Regions from separate parts of the Gossypium hirsutum genome. Here region 2 is linked to region 1. A link is a contact called in public Hi-C data. All regions are on one chromosome and are shown on one strand. Each heading gives the region's core, a stretch centred on a gene start, on an enhancer-like site or on the middle of the called end of the contact. The rest is flanking DNA. Distances are from core to core; before and after follow the strand shown.

Region 1 (5,127 bases), core at 1,042-3,541:
TTAGAATTAAGTGACCCGAATCCTTATTTAAATAAAATATATTGGTAAGATAAAATAAAAGTAAAATCCATATAGAACTACATTTCTTTTATTTTATTTTAGAATAAGGTTTTTTAAACCTTATTAAGCTCCATCTATTTGATATTGATTAGAATAAGGTGTTTCAATCTTATTACAGTACTCCTATTAGAATATGGTTTAACAAGCATATAAATAGACATAGTCTACTCCTCTTGTAATCATTCAAATTCGACATAGTGAATTATCTTCTCCTCTTCCCGTGATTTTTTTCCCCGAAAGGTTTTCACATAAAATTTGTGTGTTTTTTATTTTTCTCTCTTTTTCTTTGCGATACATTGTCATTACCGACGTTCTATTTTTTCAGATGTTATTGTGTTATTTATTGTTTTTGCTTCTTCTTTTTTAATTAAAAACAAGAAAAATAACATTGCAATTGTATGTTTTCATGTTTCATATTTATTTGAACAAAACAAAAAAACATGTAAAAATTTTAATTAATTTGGTTAGCTGTCCAAATTAATCGAATTTATCCCGGCCGGTTAAAAGATTTTGAAAAGGTTTCGATTCGGTTAACGTTAAGATTTTTATGATTTCGATTAATTCGATTAACCGTAATTTAATTCAAATATTAATCAAACCGACCGTTTGAATACCCTAAAAATATATATACTCATTGCAAAATTTTGGATCCATTAAAAAAACCTAACACGTCAGTAATACAAATTATATGATCATAATCTCTAAATTTTTTAGACATGTTTCAAAATTAGATATTAACATTATCACCCAAGATTTAAACTTACAATCTAAATTTTGAACTCATATATAGTTTATCAAAAACCGAACCAATAACCTAACCCTAATACCAATGCAATATTATGCTAACAACAAATGAGCATTTGCTAAATTAAGAAATCAACTTACATTATCATTGTTGGATGGTCTGATATACAGATCAAAATGAAATCATAAATTCAAAATCGTCTTTCTTTAAAAAGAGAGCCACCAACCTCACATTGGTAAAATGAAAGGCAAAATAATGAGTAATGTTAAATTTATTGCAAATGGGTGTCCAAATCCAAACGAAAGGAAAACATACAAAATTCATATATAACAATTGGCATGATAAAATTAGAGATTTATAAGACCTAAACATGAATAATACAATACTAAAACGTGATTGAGGAATATTAATTTCATACATTATTGTTGATTTTTGTTTTTGCATTACATCTTTAAATATTAATTTGTTTTTCTCTACGTCACCATTTCTGTAAATTTGAGAAAGAATTAAGCCTAAACTCTATAAATTATAACTCATTTATTGATTAAATTTGATGAGATCTTACAATTTTTTTTTTTTGGTTAGAAAAAGGTTGAAATAAATATTTGCAGGCTTGTGAACTGTGAGTAGGGAGGTAAAAATATCCTGAATATGATGAGTTCCAACTCGTGGATTTTATTTTAAAAAAATTATTTTCAGGTTGAGTTAAATTAAAAGTAATAATTAGATTAGTGTTAGATTTTAAAAAAATTTGTTCTGCCTATACCGTGATATTTATAAAAATACTCTTGATATATATAAATATATATTAAAAATTTTCTTTAATAAATAATAAATATATAAATAAATAATATTTTAAGTTTTAAGTTTAAACATAAAAAAAAAACCTTATTTGCTCGAAATAAGAAAAAACAATTAAAAATGTAATTTTATTTATTTTAAAATAAAAATAAAAAATTGAATGGTGTTGGATTAGAGTTGAAATTGAATCTTTGAATAAATTATGAAATCGTGTTCAAAACAAATAATTTTTTAAGAGTGAGGATTGAGTGGAGTTGGAGAAAGATTGCCCCCCGGTTGCCATCCAATCCATACGAGGTAGCTCAGCAAAAGATATTTAATTTTTATAATTAAGATTTTAATTTTTAGAAACACGTGTTACAGTGGGGCAATTTGGGCATTTGATTAAAGTAAGGTGTTGGAAATGAAATACAACAGTGAGTAACTGGGAATCAGCATAGCAAGTTTTGGACCGTCTGATCAGCAGAAATGAATTGATGACGAATTTAGTTATAACCGAGTTCGTAAATGAATCTGAAAACGCACCCAAAAGTCGTTTCTTGGTTCCCGCCAAAAATAACAGAAATCACAAAATTTATTTGAAGGACACTCCTAACAAACCCCCTAAAACGGTTGGTGTCAGCCTCTTCATTCCCCAATTCCCACGCGCCTCCCTTATAAATACATATCCATCTGCTTTCTCCATCTCTCTATCATTTTCCTATCTCTTTCCAAGAATCCTCCAAACAAACTCCCTCTTTGAAAAATGGCTATTCCCTCTCTCACTCTCATCATCTTCCTCGCTCTCTCCTTCCTCTCCGTCTCCCACACCACTTTCGACCAATTTCTCACCTCCACCTCCACCGCTTCCACTGCCACCATCAGCGCTCCACAACAATCACCCTTCTTCACAATCTCACCTTCACCTCAACCACCTCAAGATCACGCCGACCACTCGCTCCTCCCCCACACTTCACTCCTTGCACCAATCCTGTCTCATCTCGGCTTCAACGAGCTAGCCACCGCCGCTCCCTCCCTCTTCAGTGACTCTACCTCCGCCGCTGCTTGGTCTGGTCCGTACACTATCTTTGCTCCCTCTGATTCCTCTGTCCGCTCGTGTGTTTCTTGCTCTACTCCTTCCCTCCTCCGTGAACACATGGTTCCTGGCCTCTTCACCAACGATTACCTCCGGAAACTCACCTTCGGTACCAAAGTCGAAACTCTCAGCCCCGGCCGTTGCTTAACCGTTACCTCCACCGCTAACAACCAGAAAAACTTCACCGTTCACAAGATCTTCATCGGCGGAGTTGAAATCACTCAGCCAGATCTGTTCAACAACGGTCTACTCATTATCCACGGCCTCCAAGGCTACATCTCACCTCTCTCGCCTTTCTCTTGTGACGTAGAACGGATGACGTCACTCTCTTTCCCGTTCCACCACGGCCAGAGCCAAAACAACCAATTTAAGCAGCAACAGAATGTGGCTCTGATGCGATTCATGCTTCGAGACGCCATGCTACGGCTGAGAAATAACGGCTTCTCCGTTCTCTCACTCGCTATGAAAGTCAAATATGCCGAACTCATTCCTCTCATCAATGTCACGATCTTTGGTCTTGATGATGTGTCCATCTTCTCCGGTTCGTACGCTTACATCCACAGTGTAAGATTCCATATCGTGCCAAATCAGTTTTTGACTGTTGCGGATCTGGAGAGACTTCCAGTGGGGACCACGCTGCCGACATTGGACAGAGGGCAGAGTTTGGTGGTGACGACGGCGGGAGAAGGCGTTACGAAGAATCAATTGAGGATCAACTATGTGGCGATTAAGGTTGCTGATATGATAAGGAATTTGAATGTTATAGTGCATAGCATTTACCTGCCATTCCCACATCTTCATCCTATGGCTGCGGTGACTGATGCCATTTTAGGTGGAGATCAGACGTCGACGGTGGGAGGAACAAATGGGGATTGTGAAGCTTCGAATGAGCAAGGCCAAGGCAATTGTGGAATGAGCCAGGTGAATCAGGTGGCGACTCAGCTCAAGCCCCACATGCTGGAACTTGAAGACCACCATGTCCATGACCATGGTCTTTGAAAGGTTTTGCTGATGCATGTACAGTGAAATGCAGGAACGCCTTCTTTTTCCTAGCTTTGGAATTCACGGTGAATCTGTGTTTAGTCTACTGAGTAAAACTTTGATAAGTCTCTCTGTTTTTAGGTTAAAAGAATTCGATTGTGAGGTGTCTGTTTGGGGGGAGATGAATGGTTGTTATGTTCCAGTACTTTAGCAAGGATTAATAAAAAGGTTACTGTTGTAAAAGAGATAATCATCTCTTTGCGAACGATTGCATGCTAGCAAATGAGTAGATATCAGAGGAATCGTTTTTTTTTTTTATGTATATTTGTTTTAGTTCGGCAAAGATAACATTCATATAGCGGTAATCTTAGTAGAATATATTGGAATTCAGATAGGGCGAGTAGGGTGGGTTATGTCAAAATTCCATCCAGTGCTAAAATAAGCTTAATTCGGGAACCATTTCATAACCGATACCGGAACGTGATGAGTTTTGGGCTTTAGGTTGGGCTCCGTCTATCCCATTTGGATTTCTTCATTTTGGAGTCCAATCTGCAAAAATGGGGCTTGGGCCAGATGCCGTGCTCGATATATTTAATCATTTATTTCAATAACTAGTCCGTTATGCATATATTTATATTCAAAATGTTAAGTTTGAATACATTTAAAATGAATAATATATAGCTGTTTTCTACACAATCTAAAGAAGCCAAGATGAACAAGAAAAGAATAACAAAACATGTTCAGCCAGGGATACTAATACTTGGAATTCATTGTGTTTATATTATGAGTATGATATATCATTGTATTGACGATCAGGTTAGAAGTGAGATAAATTTATCGTTGAGTAATTGAGAATTAAGGAAAGTGTGAAGGTGTTATGGATGTTTTTACTATTACTCAATTCTCTTAAACTTTTAAATTAAAGAATAATGTGTTTAAATACGTGAGTTGTACTTGTTTTATAAAATTAATTTTAGGGAAAGATACAATGATACTTCGTTAATTGATGATAGTATTTCCTTTTTCTTAAAAATGTAGCTGGCTAAAGTAATTTTGTGTAGTATAAGCAAACTGTTGGAACTTAGAATTGTTAAGAGCATAGAAGCAAAGTGTAAAGGGACAAATGATATCTAAAGTTTCGTTAATTAGGCTTAATTCTTTCTTTAAATGAATTTTTTTTGGGTATCCATAAATGATTTAAATCACGTATGTCTCAACCTATAAAAATATGGTTTATTTCTTTTTTTTCCCTTTTCTCGGGGTAATAATAAAGGGTAAACAAAAATTCATACAAATTAACATTTAGCTGTGTAAGAAATTAAGATGCAGTTTGGGCTTCTAAGCAAGCATTAAAATCCTCCCTAGCCTTGCGCAAGTGAGAGGTGATGCAAGAAGCAGGTGAGGCAGGGTATGATGTGCAAAACCTGACATGCACACACCACAACGACGACGACGACGATGATGA
Region 2 (5,005 bases), core at 879-3,378, 170 kb before region 1:
ATATGACTACTAGTTGAGATAAGCAACATAGTACCTAAGTGGTAGGTGGTTCGAGTACGCCATGTAGTAAGGATAATGTAGGTTATAAGGGTTGTACAAATCGTAATGATGACTTGTATGAACTTAAGGCTACGATTGTTGATAGGATAATCAGGTTTGGTCCAGGGTTGTTTGAGTTTGAGGTAGAGGTTGTAGATTCAACCTTTGATGTTCTTCTTTGTTGGTAAGGATATCATAGTTGGAATAAGTTGTGTTGTCTATGCACACTGAACCAATTGTTTATGAATGAAATTGGAGGGGGTTAGAGAGATTATTCACCTAGCGGGCCAAGAGTCGTAAGAGATATTCTAAGAGATGGAAGAGCTTAGTGTTGTTGGAAAACAAAGATAGATTGATAGGTGGAGTTGTTGTCTTGACTCCGCTGACTTTAGACATGTATTTAATGGAGATGTTCATAGGCTACTTATCACTCTTAATTGGTAGCCTATCACCCGAGTCGCATAATGTAAATATCTTTTTTTTAAACAATCTCATTATAGGTTCTGATCATTTTTTGGCACAATAACTAGAATTACCCATAGTCTCTCCCTAACACAAAAATAAGAGGATAATGTGCTTCAGCGCACTCAAATCCACGTCTTCATGCATGGACAACAATGTTCATATCAATCGAGTTGATATTCAATTGATACGTAAATATCTTTTTTTATTAGATGGACAATATGACTTGATGTGATGCGCTTGTAGATTGGCGAAATGGTTGAGCGTGGCTGTACTTACTTGGGATAGTATGTCTAACACACATAAGCCCTTTGTTTTACTTTTATCCTTTTTCTTGATTACAACGTTAGTTCTCACTTTCCTTCGAGTCTTCCAAAAAAGAATTTTGAATTTCTAATATGATATTACTGTTTTTAGTAAATATATTCGTAAACATGATATATTATATATTTAATAAATATATATTTGATTATATTATCCAAAAAATTATTTTCTGATATTTATGTTTAGATTTATACCTAAACTAGTAATATAAAAAAATAGTACAATAGAATTTGCCTCTGGTGTAAAAATTAGAATCAATATGCTGAGCTTAAATAATATGAATTAATTACAGTAGAGTAGGATTGTTCTTCCATACCCAATTGTTTAGTAAATTACTGATCAAGCCAAATGGTTTTATTTTCCTTTAATTTTTAATCATAAATTTAAAAAAGGTTAAATATCTGACAGTCTACTACTTACAAAAAAGGAAAAGTTGATAAATGTGTTATTCTTTTATTGTTTTTATTCAATAATATATAAAAAGAAAAGTAAACAGGAAAGGGTATATTGGTAATTGGAATAAAATTTCTGCTGTGGTAGTAACAGAATAACAAGGAATATTATTAGGAACAAATTAATAATAATTATAATTAGGTGTATCTTACTGTTTACCAATAAGACAATGAATATTTTGGAAAAGAAAAACAACAACAAACCAATGAGTATCCATTTCCAGCCAACTAAGAGAGAGAAAAAGATGCTGGCTTACCTACTTGGCCGCTTGGGTTGCTTAAACTGAAGCTGCATGGTTTTCTTATTATGTCTTTTTCATTTTAAAATAATATTTTAAAGTTTTTGTCTTAAATAATTAAAGGTTAACAACAATAAAATATAACATAATTAGCACATTTAAAAATTTTATGCAATACAAATTCTTATACTAACAAATTAATAAATATATAAATATTTTAAATAGGTTTACTGCATTAATATATATAAATTATTGAAAATTTTATTTAAAAAAATTAATTATAAGCTGAATTTTTTTTTGTAAAATCATGATTTACACTCAAATTCTTGTTGAGAAAGATGAGTACCCAACCTACTTTTATTCTTTTAATTTTGATAATTAAAATCCATTCAAGTTTAGTTATTAAATAAAAAATAAAAAATTAAAAATTAAAAATTAAAAGTAAAATAATTATAAAATGGGAGCATAAGTATACCTTTTTTTTTAAAAAAAAATCTTTAAATAGAAAAGCCGAGTTTAGAACAGAAGAAGCTGAGCCGAGAAGCAGAGCTTTCAAGTTGTCGGTGGTCCAGTTAAAGCGTCGGCTGTGTGAGCTGTGAGTGAACTGAAAACAAAACACAACCTTCGCTCTTTTTTCTTTTCACAGAAAAAAAAAATAAATTAAAAACGTAAAAACAGAAAGACAAGAAGTAGAAGAAGCATTACCCAAAAAATTAAAAAAAAAGAAAATCAGTTTCTCTTTCTCTCTCTCTGTCTTTAATATTTCTCTCATCGTTGGCTTCTCTTCTACGAAATTGATAGATAGAAGCACTCCAAATCAAGGAGACTAAGCTCATTCTTCCTTCATTTCTCTCTCTTGAAGGCTTGCCTTCACTTTCTCTTTCTTTTTTCCATCTACATTTCTATTTTCATCATTCGGTGTCGTTTCTTCCAAATCTAAGCTCCTCATTTTTTCTCCTTTAATCCCTCTTCGATCTGCTATCTACCGACTTTCAATTTGGTAAAATTTCAGTTCATTTTAATGGAAAATGATACAAAATCAGTGCGATGGAAATGTGATATTTTGCTCTTCCCCTTTTTGAACTTTCAGTTTACTAGTATTAGATGTATTTGTTTATTGTTCTTTTGAGGTCTTTTGTTGAATTATCATGATTTTTGCTTGATCCGGACTTTTTTTTATTTAGAAATTCGTATTTAACTTATTTCTTTTACTTTTTGGCAGGGGATTTTAATGTTTTGACGACGCGTAGCGGCTGGATCTGACGAGGGGCTAAGGTTTGTTATTTTTTCTTTCAAGATTCAGCGAATTTTGCAATAAAAAGCAAAGCTGGCGGCGACAGTGTCTTGGAGGTTCGCTGCCAACAATGGCAGCGGCCTTGCTGCTAATGATATGGTGTGTTTCTAAATTTTCATGCTTAGTTTTGGGATGATTTAAAGGATATGGTTTGTGAATTTATTGATATGATACATTTATGAAGTTTAAGGTGGTTGATGTGTTTTGATCTCATTTTCATCATTGTTAATAAATAAATGCATCCTTTTAGTAGAATTTGTTTTCTATAAGATTGGAGAATGATTGTTTCTTTTCTTCGATAAGGAAATGCGGTCTAACAATGATGAAACCTAAAATAGATTTGGATATGGGCACTCAGAAATTTTATTGCCAATTTGTTGGCTGAAGAGCACTTCTATTTGAAATTTATCAAGAGCCACTTATTCCGAAATTTAATATGTGATTTTCAAATATACGTTCTTCAAAATAATATACTTTGAGGTGACTGTGTCATTAATGTGCATTAATGCTACACCTACCGGTTCATTTCATTTCTCTAAAAGTTTGCCATTAACAATGGAGTTTAGTTCAGAGACATATGCTGAGAAACAATATGACAATGTGTATTCTCTGATTTTCTCATACTAGAATGTGACAGGTAATTACCAGTATCTCTGTCCCCAAAACAACGAACAGAGGAACGAAATGCTGCATGTCTACTTTCAACTTTCTCTAAGCCCTAGAATAATCGGCCGAGTTGGGAATATTTTTTGATTGTTTCAGAACTAAATTCTGCAATGCTTTCTTGTTAATGATTTCCATACCCTTTCTTAAGTATAGCTTCTCACTATAATCATATAGCTTGTTTTTATTATTTTTACATGGCTACTTTCATTCACCTGTTGATGACTTGTTATAATCAATTGAATAAATTTGAATTTTTAACATCATTACCTTTTTTATGTCTCTCATGGTTGCAGGACAAAAATGGGGATGCAAAACTTCAAGATTCCGAGCCGCCAACTCCACATTCAGTTATAAAAATGGGTCTGAGGTTAGTGTGAGCTTTATTGTAGCATACTTTATGCAAGGACACAAGGTGCATTGCATTGAAGAGTTTAGAACAATGTGGAGAAGTCTGGGAAGGGAGCTGCTTACTAGATTTAGAGCAGTCTGAAATTTGCAAACAGCATAAAGTTTAGCTAACTGTTTAGTTAGAACATGGCGGTCTTGGCACGAGAGAGAGGGATAGAAGAGCACTGGTACCAATTTCCACCAGCAGAGGTGTTGAACCTCCTTTTAAGTTTTTGTTCAATGTCCCTGTATTGCTCCCCGGTTGTTTTTCTTTTATTACCAAAAAAAAAAATATGCTTATCAGTGTCTTTGACTTGGATTCTATTGTCATAGGCCTCATTAGCTTTTTAGTTGAGTATTTTGGTTTGCTGTCATAGGCCTTGTATTCTTTTCCTGTTGCTTCTGAACTATAACTGATAGAGAGTATCTACTTTAGCACCACTCCATTTGTTTTGGTAACGTTTAGTACCACTTCATTGATGTACAAGATAATATTATCTTTCCTTATTCATTTGTCATTTTCTGATTTTGCATGCTATGATTATTAGCCATTATAATTCTATATAGACCACCTTATGCTTAAATCACCTGTAGGGATCGTACAAGTAGCATGGAGGATCCAGATGGGACATTGGCCAGTGTCGCACAATGCATTGAGCAGTTGCGGCAGAGTTCCTCATCTGTACAAGAGAAAGAGAATTCTCTGAGGCAGTTGCTGGAACTCATCGATACACGTGAACATGCTTTTAGTGCTGTTGGATCTCACTCTCAGGCTGTTCCAGTTCTTGTCTCTCTTCTCCGATCAGGATCTCTTGGAGTGAAGATTCAGGCTGCAACTGTTTTAGGGTCGCTTTGTAAGGAGAATGAGCTAAGGGTTAAAGTTTTGCTTGGGGGCTGCATACCACCGTTGCTTGGACTCCTCAAGTCCAGCTCAGCAGAAGGTCAAATTGCAGCTGCAAAGACCATCTATGCTGTTTCACAAGGTGGTGCCAAGGATCATGTTGGATCAAAGATTTTTTCAACTGAGGGAGTTGTTCCAGTGCTTTGGAAGCTGCTAAAGAATGGGCTCAAGACAGGAGAATTGGTTGATAACTTGTTGACTGGAGCATTAAAAAGTCTCTCAAGCAGCACTGAGGGATTTT

The links. A called contact is a pair of places that touch in the nucleus more often than the background predicts.
Region 2: a Hi-C map of leaf shows a contact between it and region 1, with 4 times the contacts expected there. The contact joins the promoter of LOC107913679 here to the promoter of LOC107913683 in region 1. A contact is called at or near these places in 4 of 34 Hi-C or Micro-C datasets (callus, hypocotyl and leaf).

Annotation. Positions count from the first base shown.
Region 1 is chrD11:38,285,790-38,290,916 of Gossypium_hirsutum_v2.1, reverse strand. It overlaps LOC107913683 (fasciclin-like arabinogalactan protein 21), which reads left to right and starts at 2,291. Exons shown (of 1, transcript XM_016842339.2): 1 at 2,291-3,978. The coding sequence starts at 2,352. The coding sequence ends at 3,680.
Region 2 is chrD11:38,452,221-38,457,225 of Gossypium_hirsutum_v2.1, reverse strand. It overlaps LOC107913679 (protein CELLULOSE SYNTHASE INTERACTIVE 1), which reads left to right and starts at 2,128. Exons shown (of 8, transcript XM_016842336.2): 1 at 2,128-2,571; 2 at 2,739-2,909; 3 at 3,770-3,843; 4 at 4,458-5,005. The coding sequence starts at 2,907.